Regions from separate parts of the Sus scrofa genome. Here region 2 is linked to region 1. The links are chromatin contacts, called in public HiChIP or PLAC-seq maps. All regions are on one chromosome and are shown on one strand. The core of a region is the stretch at or near the end of the contact, and the rest is flanking DNA. Distances in the headings are between cores, read along the strand shown.

Region 1 (4,333 bases), core at 510-3,009:
ATCATAATCATATGCCCTATACCCCATGGCATCAAAATCACTCTCACTTTTTTTTTTGGCCATGCCAAAGGCATACAAACGTTTCCAGGCCACGGTTCAATCCTATGCCACAGCTGTGACCTGAGCTGCTGCAGTGACAGCACCTTGTCCTTAACCCACTGAGCCACCAGTGAACTCCACTCTTGCATTTTTAAGAAGTTCTGCAGATAACTATGATGACTATAAAACACTGATAACAAACAAGGTTAAGGGACTTGCAGAAGAGCTTGTCACATGCCCTCTGGCCAACTGCCAAATGAGTCAGAGAAGGTAGATCCATCAACAATGAACACAGACTTGCAAGTTGCCACTGGCCAATGATTGAGACACAGCAATGGGGATGACCCCAAAGGCATTTCTATCTGGCCTTCAAAGGGGGCTCCAATCCATCAGCCCCACCCAATGCAAACCTCCACACTGCTGGGTAAAGGCAGAAAGTACAGGGCATGAGCGACAAGAACGTGGCTTCAGTTTGGAAAGTGAGGGAGAGAAATTCTGAAGAGGGCAGAGAACAAGTGTGTGGGAAAGAAGAAACATTAGAGCTGAACTGGAAGGCTCAAGACTGCAGAAATACACAGTCGCACCTCCTCTCATGCAAACCTGCACTTTTAGCGCCAGAGCCACAAGGCACACGTGGCCACTGAACCCTTGAAATATGGCCGGGTCAAGTTGAGATGTGACACCAAAAAAATTTCAAAATCCACATCAGATTTTTAAGCCTTAGTGCTAAAAAAGAATATACAATTATTTTTCAATAACTAACCTACTAATTATACATCAAAATATTTTAGATATATGTTAAATACAACATCTATTCTTAAAACTACTTTCATGTGCTGATAGAAATTAGGCACATGGTTCACATTTTTTTTTTTTTTTGGTCTTTTTGCCATTTCTTGGGCTGCTTCCCCCGGCATATGGAGGTTCCCAGGCTAGGGGTCTAATCGGAGCTGTAGCTGCCGGCCTATGCCAGAGCCACAGCAACGCAGGATCCGAGCCACGTCTGCAACCTACACCACAGCTCACCGCAACATCGGATCCTCATGGCAACGCTGGATCCTTAACCCACTGAGCAAGGGCAGGGATCAAACCCTCAACCTCATGGTTCCTAGTCGGATTCGTTAACCACTGCGCCACAACGGGAACTCCAGTTCACATTTTTGTCTCCTATTGTAGTTCTATTGCCCAGCACTAACCCATACTACTATTCAGCTGATTTTTTTCTTTAAAATTGACTCACATTTTTACTTAAACCTTAGTCATATGCCAAATGAATAATAACCCTGAAACCACAAGTTTGATGGAGCAGGTTTTTTTCTGATAAGCACTAAAATAAATATATAAAAGAGTTCATCCACACTACCGAACTTCAGTTTGAGCTTTGTCAGTAGGACATAAAGCCATGTTTTAGGAAACCCAAATCTACTGCAAACCCTTTGACACCCAGAGAGAGAGAGGACCTAGCCATAGTCAACAATGTGATCGGGGCAGAGGCAGCCCAGGGCTGTTTGGTAAGCTCTGTGGGCGGGTGAGGTTGGGATAACCTGGGCACCCACACAGACACACTCAGAGACTGTGCGACTGTCATCAGCACAGAGGGAGTGGCATCTGGTCACACTTTCCGGGTTTCCACTCTGCCCTGGCAGTTCACCAAGCAGGATGACTTTCTTAAAGGTCCAGTAAGGAAAACAGCTTCTGCCTTTGAGTAATTGTGGAAACAGGCAGTGCTTCCGCAATGACCCCATAACCCATGCCAATCTGCTGACTGCCTAGCCGCCACCACCTCTCCCTTGACCCCTCCACCCACCAGCCCTACTTCTGGGTGGCAGTTGCCATTGTCCACAATACAGGGCCCCCACCCCGGGTCACAGCCTGGCTCTGGCTGCCCTCCCCCAGCTGCCCTTTCTGATCTCAGGAGAGGATCAAAGGACAACCTCCAGAAAGGTACTTGCAAGCCCCTTACCTTGGCAAGAGGTAGGGACACCCTAGGGATGTGGAGGGGCCAGGCTAACACCCAGCATCCCTCGACTTGCACCCTAACCCAGCAGGTGCTTAATGAGTGCTGGTGAAGACTGAGCTGGGGGATGGGAGAGTCTTGCCCTTTCTACCTGAATCCCCCAACCAGGAATGTTTCCTCCTGAGCAGGGGGAGGCTTGGGATCAGTCCCAGCAGCCAATACTTACCACAGATGCAATGTGAGGTGACTCTGGCTTCCCCTCAAAAAAGCCTTCTAGAACATTCTTGGCCCTTCAGAAAGGTCACATCTAGAGGTCTGAAACAACCTCCCCACAGACATCTATGTATGCCCCCTGCCATGTTTTGGGCACCTTTCCTCCTCCTGTGTCTTGGGCTCCTCTCACCCCAGGAGCATCCAGATTCCTCGAAGTTCATATCTGCTCTTGGACTTCCTCCTAGTTCACAGTCTGTTCAGATGGCTTTTTTTTTTTTTTTTTTTTTGGCTTTTTTAGGGCTGTACCCGAGGCATATGGAAGTTCCCAGGCTAAGGGGCACCACAGCCACAGCAATGCGGGATCTGAGCCACATCGGCAACTACACCATAGCTCATGGCAATACCACATCCTTAACCCAGTGAGTGAGGCCAGGGATCGAACCCTGGTCCTCATGGATACTAGTTAGGTTTGTAACAACCAAGCCATGACAGGAACTCCTCAGGTGGCTCATTTTAGCTAATGTGATTTCTACTTCCAACTCCTTGGTCCAGAATTAGAGCCACCCACAGCCCCACCGGTGGGCTCTGGGGCCAGGGAGATTGCATCTGGGGCACCCACTTTCAGACCAGCCACAGGCCTCCACCATAGGTGGAAGAGACCCCCCCCCCACAGGCCAGAGTGAGCCCCTCTTCAGAAGAGAACCCGGATGACCATGCCCACACACAGGGCTGGCATACCTGCCCCTTCCCTCAGCAGACCCTCTGAAGACCACAATGGGAAGCAACCCGGGTGGGAGACCTGGCCCCCAGCCCCAGCCTGGCCTCTACACACCCATCCTTACAAGGGTGCTAGATGTTACAAGGCCATGCAGAGTTAAAATGCTACCAAAATAAGGGAAAACCAACAAGGAATCCAAGCTGCTTTGTGTGTCAGCCCCACAAAAAATGCCAATAATAGCTGATCATCTTTTAGCAATTACCATGAGCAATCACCATGAGAGTTTCACCTCATGCAATCTTCACCATAACCTGAGGAAACAGATTCAGAGAGATGAAGTAATTTGCCCAAGGTGACACAGCTTCTAGGTGACAGCCAGTCGGTGTCCTTAACCTGCTCCATGCACTGCCTCCTCCCACGTCCCTGTGAGAGATGGCACAGGGGGAGAGAGGCAGCAGAGGAAGGGAGAGAGTGCAGCTGCCCAGACGCCCCTCAAGGACAGACACAGACGGGTGGAGTGGACCAGCACAATGGGCTATAGACCCAGGTGGCTCCTTCCCATTTGTCCTTCTTATCACCATAGTGCCACACTCAGCAGAGCCCCCTCAAGGTCGCCAGCCGCGTGCATGTCCCCAGGGGTCTGTGACAGGCTTTCAGGGTCTGTTCCATTGACAGCTTGAATTTGACAAGATCTGTGCTGAAGACAGAGCCCCATAACTGACTCGCAGTAAAACGCCCGTGGCCCTCCCCAGGGACCCCCGTGATGGATGGGCCTCTCTCTGAGGGTCTCAGGGGGCCAGCTGGGGAGGGCTGAGGGCTCTGGGGCCTCACTCAAGCTGCCGGGAGGTCAAACACCATTTTAATGATTACCCTGTGCCAGCCGCCACTCACTTGCTCAGAAACCAGGCCAGGCCAATCTCATCTCTGGCAAACGCCATGCTTCCCGGAGGGCTGGGCACACTCCTGTCCCAACACTCTCCTGTGTCCTGGCAGGAGCAGAGAGGCCAGGGCTGGAGGGAGGCCGAAGGGGCTGCAGAGCCTGGTGCTCTCCTGTCCCCTTCTAGTCACAGGATCATGGACACGGCAAGCAGAGGGCCCCCACCCCTGTCCACCTAAAGGGAATAGAGAATAGGGAATCTACTCGTTCACACATTCTCAGATATTTACTGGACCCCTAGAGCGAGGAAGGCAGACATTGGCCCTATTCCAGGGAGTGGACCGTTTGGCAGCCGTTTTCTACAAGGACCCCCTGGAGGAAGCAAGCTCTGCAGGATGGTTAGAGGCCACTGAGCCCAAATACAAAGGATATGGATGATACAAGGCAATACCCGCCTGCAGCAGCCAGAGGCTTGTTTCCAGGCCTTCTCAGGGTATTCGGTATACAGGGAAAAGCTCCCAAACAAGAG
Region 2 (4,664 bases), core at 699-3,198, 210 kb after region 1:
CCTGAAGTCAATTTTCCAGTTGCCTCATATATTTTGCCAAGAGACCTTCCTGCAAATCTCTTCTTCTTTTTCAGCATCACCCCCCTTTACTGGGCTTCCTTCTGCCCACCATGCCTGGTGTTACACCAATCAGCTATCTATGGGATTTTATATCATATTTATATTGCATCCCACGCCCCTCTAGTATTGCAGTCAGGAAGAAAGTGTGTGTTAGGTTATATGCCCTTCTGTACTTTCTGATCATTTATTCTTAATTGGTAGTGCCCAACCTGTGATAGAATGTTTTAAATCTAAATTTGAAAGACGACCGGGAAAGGTTCTTATAATATGCCAAAGACAAGAACAGAGAGTAGTCTGTGTTCAAACAACCAGTAAAATCAGGACAAGAATATAGATCTTGGTTTGTAAAGTAAAGCTGTGTGTGTACTCTATTTGGTATAGATGTTAGCCATGCTAGGAAAGAAAAAAAAGAAGTGTGTATGTACATATGTGGGTGTGCGGTTACAAATGAGCTTGCCAAGAATTTTCTAGTTTCTTATTAGAGTAAAATGGGTTTGATTCTTTGTCTTGGTGTCTCCCATCCTAATTCAATGGGAGCTGAAAATATTCTTCACCCAGCCCTCAGGGTGAAAGAGTTCTGTGCTACAGAATGCTATTTTGTTTTCAGGCTGTTTGATATTAATGGCTTGATTACCAATATGGTGGTGTAGCAAGGAGTTTCATTTGGGGAAGTTTTAGTACTGTATGTCAATGAATACTAGAAAAATATTCTTTTATGTCTCTTACACATACACACACAACTCTGATTTTCCCACTCCCCTTAACAAAGCCCTTTTCAAACACTCCCTCTAAAAAGTGTGCCATTTAAATAAGTTTAAACGAATTTATTTATTTTGGGATAATCTTAGGTTTACAAAAAAAAGTTGAAAAGAAAGTACAGAGAGTTCTCATATATCCTTCATCAATTTTTTGTAATGTTAACATCTTTCATAATCTTGGTCCATTTGTCTAAACCAATGATGACAAACATAGCAGCCTGCTGGCCAAATTCAGCCTGCTGCCTGTTTTTGTAGAGGCTGCAAGCAAAGAAGAGTTTTTATATTTTTAAATGGTTGAAAAAAATCAAAAGAATAATATTTCATGACACATGAAAAGCATATGAAATTCAAAATTCAGTATCCTTAAAAATTTTTATTGGAATATAGCCACACCCATTATTGTACATATTGTCTATAGACCCTTACCACTATTATGGTGGAGTTGAATGGTTGCACCAAGAGACCATAGAACCCACAAAGCCCAAAGTTTTACTTTCTAGTCTCCTATAGAAAAGTTTGCTGACTCCTAGTCAAACCTAAGAAATTAACATTGCTACATTACTGTTAAATAAACCACAGACTATTCATCACTAGTTTTTCCACTAATGTTTCACGATGCAATCCAGGATACCATATTGCATTTAGCAAACACTTTTTGTATAGTGAGAGTCTGTTTAACCACCAGGTGCACGATCCTACTTTGGAAAATATTTCAGCTAACAAATGAATTTCAGCTGGCCATTTGAACAGGGTTTGTTTTGTTGTTTGTTTGGGATTGTTTACATGTTTTACACAATAGGCAGACAATTTAATGCAACATCTGGGCTAGGAATGCTGTGAACTTGAAGATGGAGGAAAAGCTATATTTGTTCAAGCAGTCCACGTGCGGCGGACCAAGGCAGGATACCAACTTGGACCCTTCAGAAAGGAGGCTCCCAGTGTTCCTCTGTGTACAGTGTGAGGCCTTCCCCTGGCCACATGCAATCCCCGACCCAGCTCCCTATCCTTTGTTTCCTCTTCTCCCAGCCTGGCCTGTGAACACCGCGGCTCTCCCTTTCACCCACTACCTCGGCTTTCAATGGGCTCCACAGGCACAGGCGGGCGGCGTCCGGTTGCCGGGCAACGGCCTGAGAGGCAGCACACGATGCCGCCAGGGCCGAGACACATCCGCACCAGCCCGTCTGCGCCTTGAGCCTGTGGCCTGATTTCTCCCTCTCCATTGTTGTAGCTAACACAAAAGGCTACAACTCCAGTATAGTCACGGGGGCTGCATTAAATTACGCGCCAGGCCGTTCTTCGGGCCAGAGTCTTTGTGACTGCGATGCGTGCCCTCTCGGTGCCAGAACTCAGAGTCTGTGACAGGCAGGCTGAAGCGCTTCGCAAGCGTGGGCGAGTCCTCTCCCTCCCTCCCTTCACCACATCCGCCCACCGACCGCCTTTGTTCCTTTCAGCTGGCTGCCAGGCTCTCGTTTGCCTTTTGGCTGGTGTGAGATCACTCCAGCGGCGGTCTTGGGCATTCCTCCCCACTTGCTTCCTTCTCTCCCACGTTTAGCGCCCATCTAAAAAAATCCCAGGCCTACTTGGTCATCTTTTCTTATCTCTTTCTCAACCATCCTCCACTCCCCCATCCTCTCTCTCTCTCTCAAGTTTTTGAGGCTGCTGTTGCCATGGCATTCAAATAACTTAGGAGATGAAGGGAGATTTTCTTCCGTGTCTGCCAAACGCCCCAAACTTCAGGGGCCGAAGTCAGCCTGAGTCGCTGGGATTTGCCAGTGCTCCCATGTCCTCCAGTCTGAAGAGTTACATTTAACTCACCACCTCTATACCTTGATCCACTGTTCAGCATCGTGTTTGGATTTGGGAAAGTTTGGTATTGAATTGGGAAGAGAATTTTTAAGTCATGCTTAGAAGCACTTGCACATAAAAGCTGGAGGGGGGGTCTCCTCCCAAGGAAAAACATTGTAAGACCTGAAAGTATTTTTCTTCAACAGTGTAACATGGACAAAGTGTATCATATTAGCTATTTGATACCAGTTCTTATTTGCTGATTTGCTGAGGGAGAAGTTCACGAAGGTAACACTAACCTTTCTGCCTTTTTTAAAAATCCTATTAGGTGAAATGCCTGCTGTTCAGCTGGGGTTCCCAGGTGTGGGCTACCCCCACAGTGCTTTCTTCTGCCAGGGGAAATCTCAGCACACTGGCTTCTAACAGTGTGGGAATCCAGGTATACCTTGCACCTGAAGCCTCTTACCATCTTTGTGTTTCTATATTCCCACTCCCTTCTCAATAATAGTCTGCTAAAACACAGCCATGATGAAATAAGTTTGGTCTGTCTTGAGAGGGATTTAACTACACAGCTACAACTTATTTTTAATGCAGAATTCATTATTAAATAAAATTCCACATTTTATTTAATGTGGAAGAGAGAGAGCAAAAACTGTATATTTTTTAATGTATTTTGACTTTTTCAGTTTCCTGATGTTGAACTCCAGCTACCATAAGTAATCAAGCAGGGGGGTGATGTACAACTATTTGTCAGCTGAGGTGGCACAAGCATTGAGCCCTCTGAACAACCTAGCAATGAGCATGGACCCTGGCTGGTAGCCTCCATGGGTATGAGCCCACAAAACACCACCACTGACACCCACTAGGATCACAACAAATCCATGCCAGGCACTTGAGTGAGGGTGAAGGAAGTGCCAAAAGGCAAAACATTGTCTTTCCCTCAAGGTATTTATTAATTGGTTTTAAAAAATTAAACCAGGATAGATGAAATGATACTGATTGATAGAAGACAATAAAATTAACTATTCATAGCTTGGGATTTTTCTTTGTAATAACAAGAGCTAAATTTTTTTTTTTTTTTTGTCTTTTTGCTATTTCTTGGGCCGCCCCTGCGGCATATGGAGGTTCCCAGGCTAGGGGTCGAATCGGAGCTATAGCCACCGGCCTACGCCAGAGCCACAGCAACACGGGATCCGAGCCGCGTCTGCAACCTACACCACAGCTCACGGCAACGCCGGATCGTTAACCCACTGAGCAAGGGCAGGGACCGAACCCGCAACCTCATGGTTCCTAGTCGGATTCGTTAATCACTGCGCCACGACGGGAACTCCAAGAGCTAAATTTTTATAATTCTATGAAATTATTGGTACTAGGAGTTCCCATTGTGACTCAGTGGTAATGAACCCAACTAGTATCCATGAGGAGGTGGGTTCCATCCCTGTCCTCACTTAGTGGGTTCAGGATCTGGCCTTGCTGTGGGCTGCAGTATAGGTCTCAGACACGGCTCAGATCTGGCCTTGCTGTGGCTATGGTGTAGGCCAGCAGTTGCAGCTCTGATTCAACCCCTAGCCTGGGAGTTTTCATATGCCATGGGTGTAGTCCTAAAAAGAAAAAAAAAAAAAAAAGAAATTAATGGTCCTATTATTCTCCCCATTTTACATATATGGAAATATCAAGAATTATAAGGGATTTCTTTCTCCAGAAAAAGAAGAGGGAGGCACTTATTAATGGCCTGCAGTGTTTCAAGCATAGTTCCAGGCAGGATAGGTCATGCAAACAGATGACCACACTACTGAGACCTGGATTTAGTGGCTGTGTGCAAGACAAATAGGAGAGAGAAAATGCTGCAATCAAGGGCAGTAGGTAGAAGTTTGGACGAATCTAGCTCAAAGACTGTAGGAAGGAAACCAGGGAGATGAAGTAAACCAGCTTCAATTACCTAGCGAATTCAGGAGAGCAAATAGAGAACAAGCAGGTTTTGAAGAAAAAGAGAATAGGGATGTCAGGGTAAGGAGGATCCCCAGCAGGAGGGCCCCAAGCCACAACCACAGGCTAGAGGGA

The links. HiChIP or PLAC-seq counts read pairs in DNA pulled down with a chosen protein or histone mark.
Region 2: an H3K27ac HiChIP or PLAC-seq map of alveolar macrophages shows a contact between it and region 1. The contact joins two enhancer-like sites. A contact is called at or near these places in 2 of 2 datasets of contacts at active chromatin or transcription factors (alveolar macrophages and skeletal muscle).

Annotation. Positions count from the first base shown.
Region 1 is chr15:15,558,597-15,562,929 of Sscrofa11.1, forward strand. All of the region lies in intron 2 of THSD7B (thrombospondin type-1 domain-containing protein 7B), which reads right to left. Among named protein-coding and RNA genes, the nearest start is that of THSD7B, 50 kb to the right of the region's middle. Within about 2 kb of position 1,760, at least 14 of the 83 cell types and tissues checked have an H3K27ac peak or open chromatin away from gene starts, as enhancers often do. A contact at or near this core is called in alveolar macrophages, where this site is marked.
Region 2 is chr15:15,763,538-15,768,201 of Sscrofa11.1, forward strand. No RefSeq gene overlaps it. Among named protein-coding and RNA genes, the nearest start is that of DARS, 45 kb to the right of the region's middle. Within about 2 kb of position 1,949, at least 54 of the 83 cell types and tissues checked have an H3K27ac peak or open chromatin away from gene starts, as enhancers often do. A contact at or near this core is called in alveolar macrophages, where this site is marked.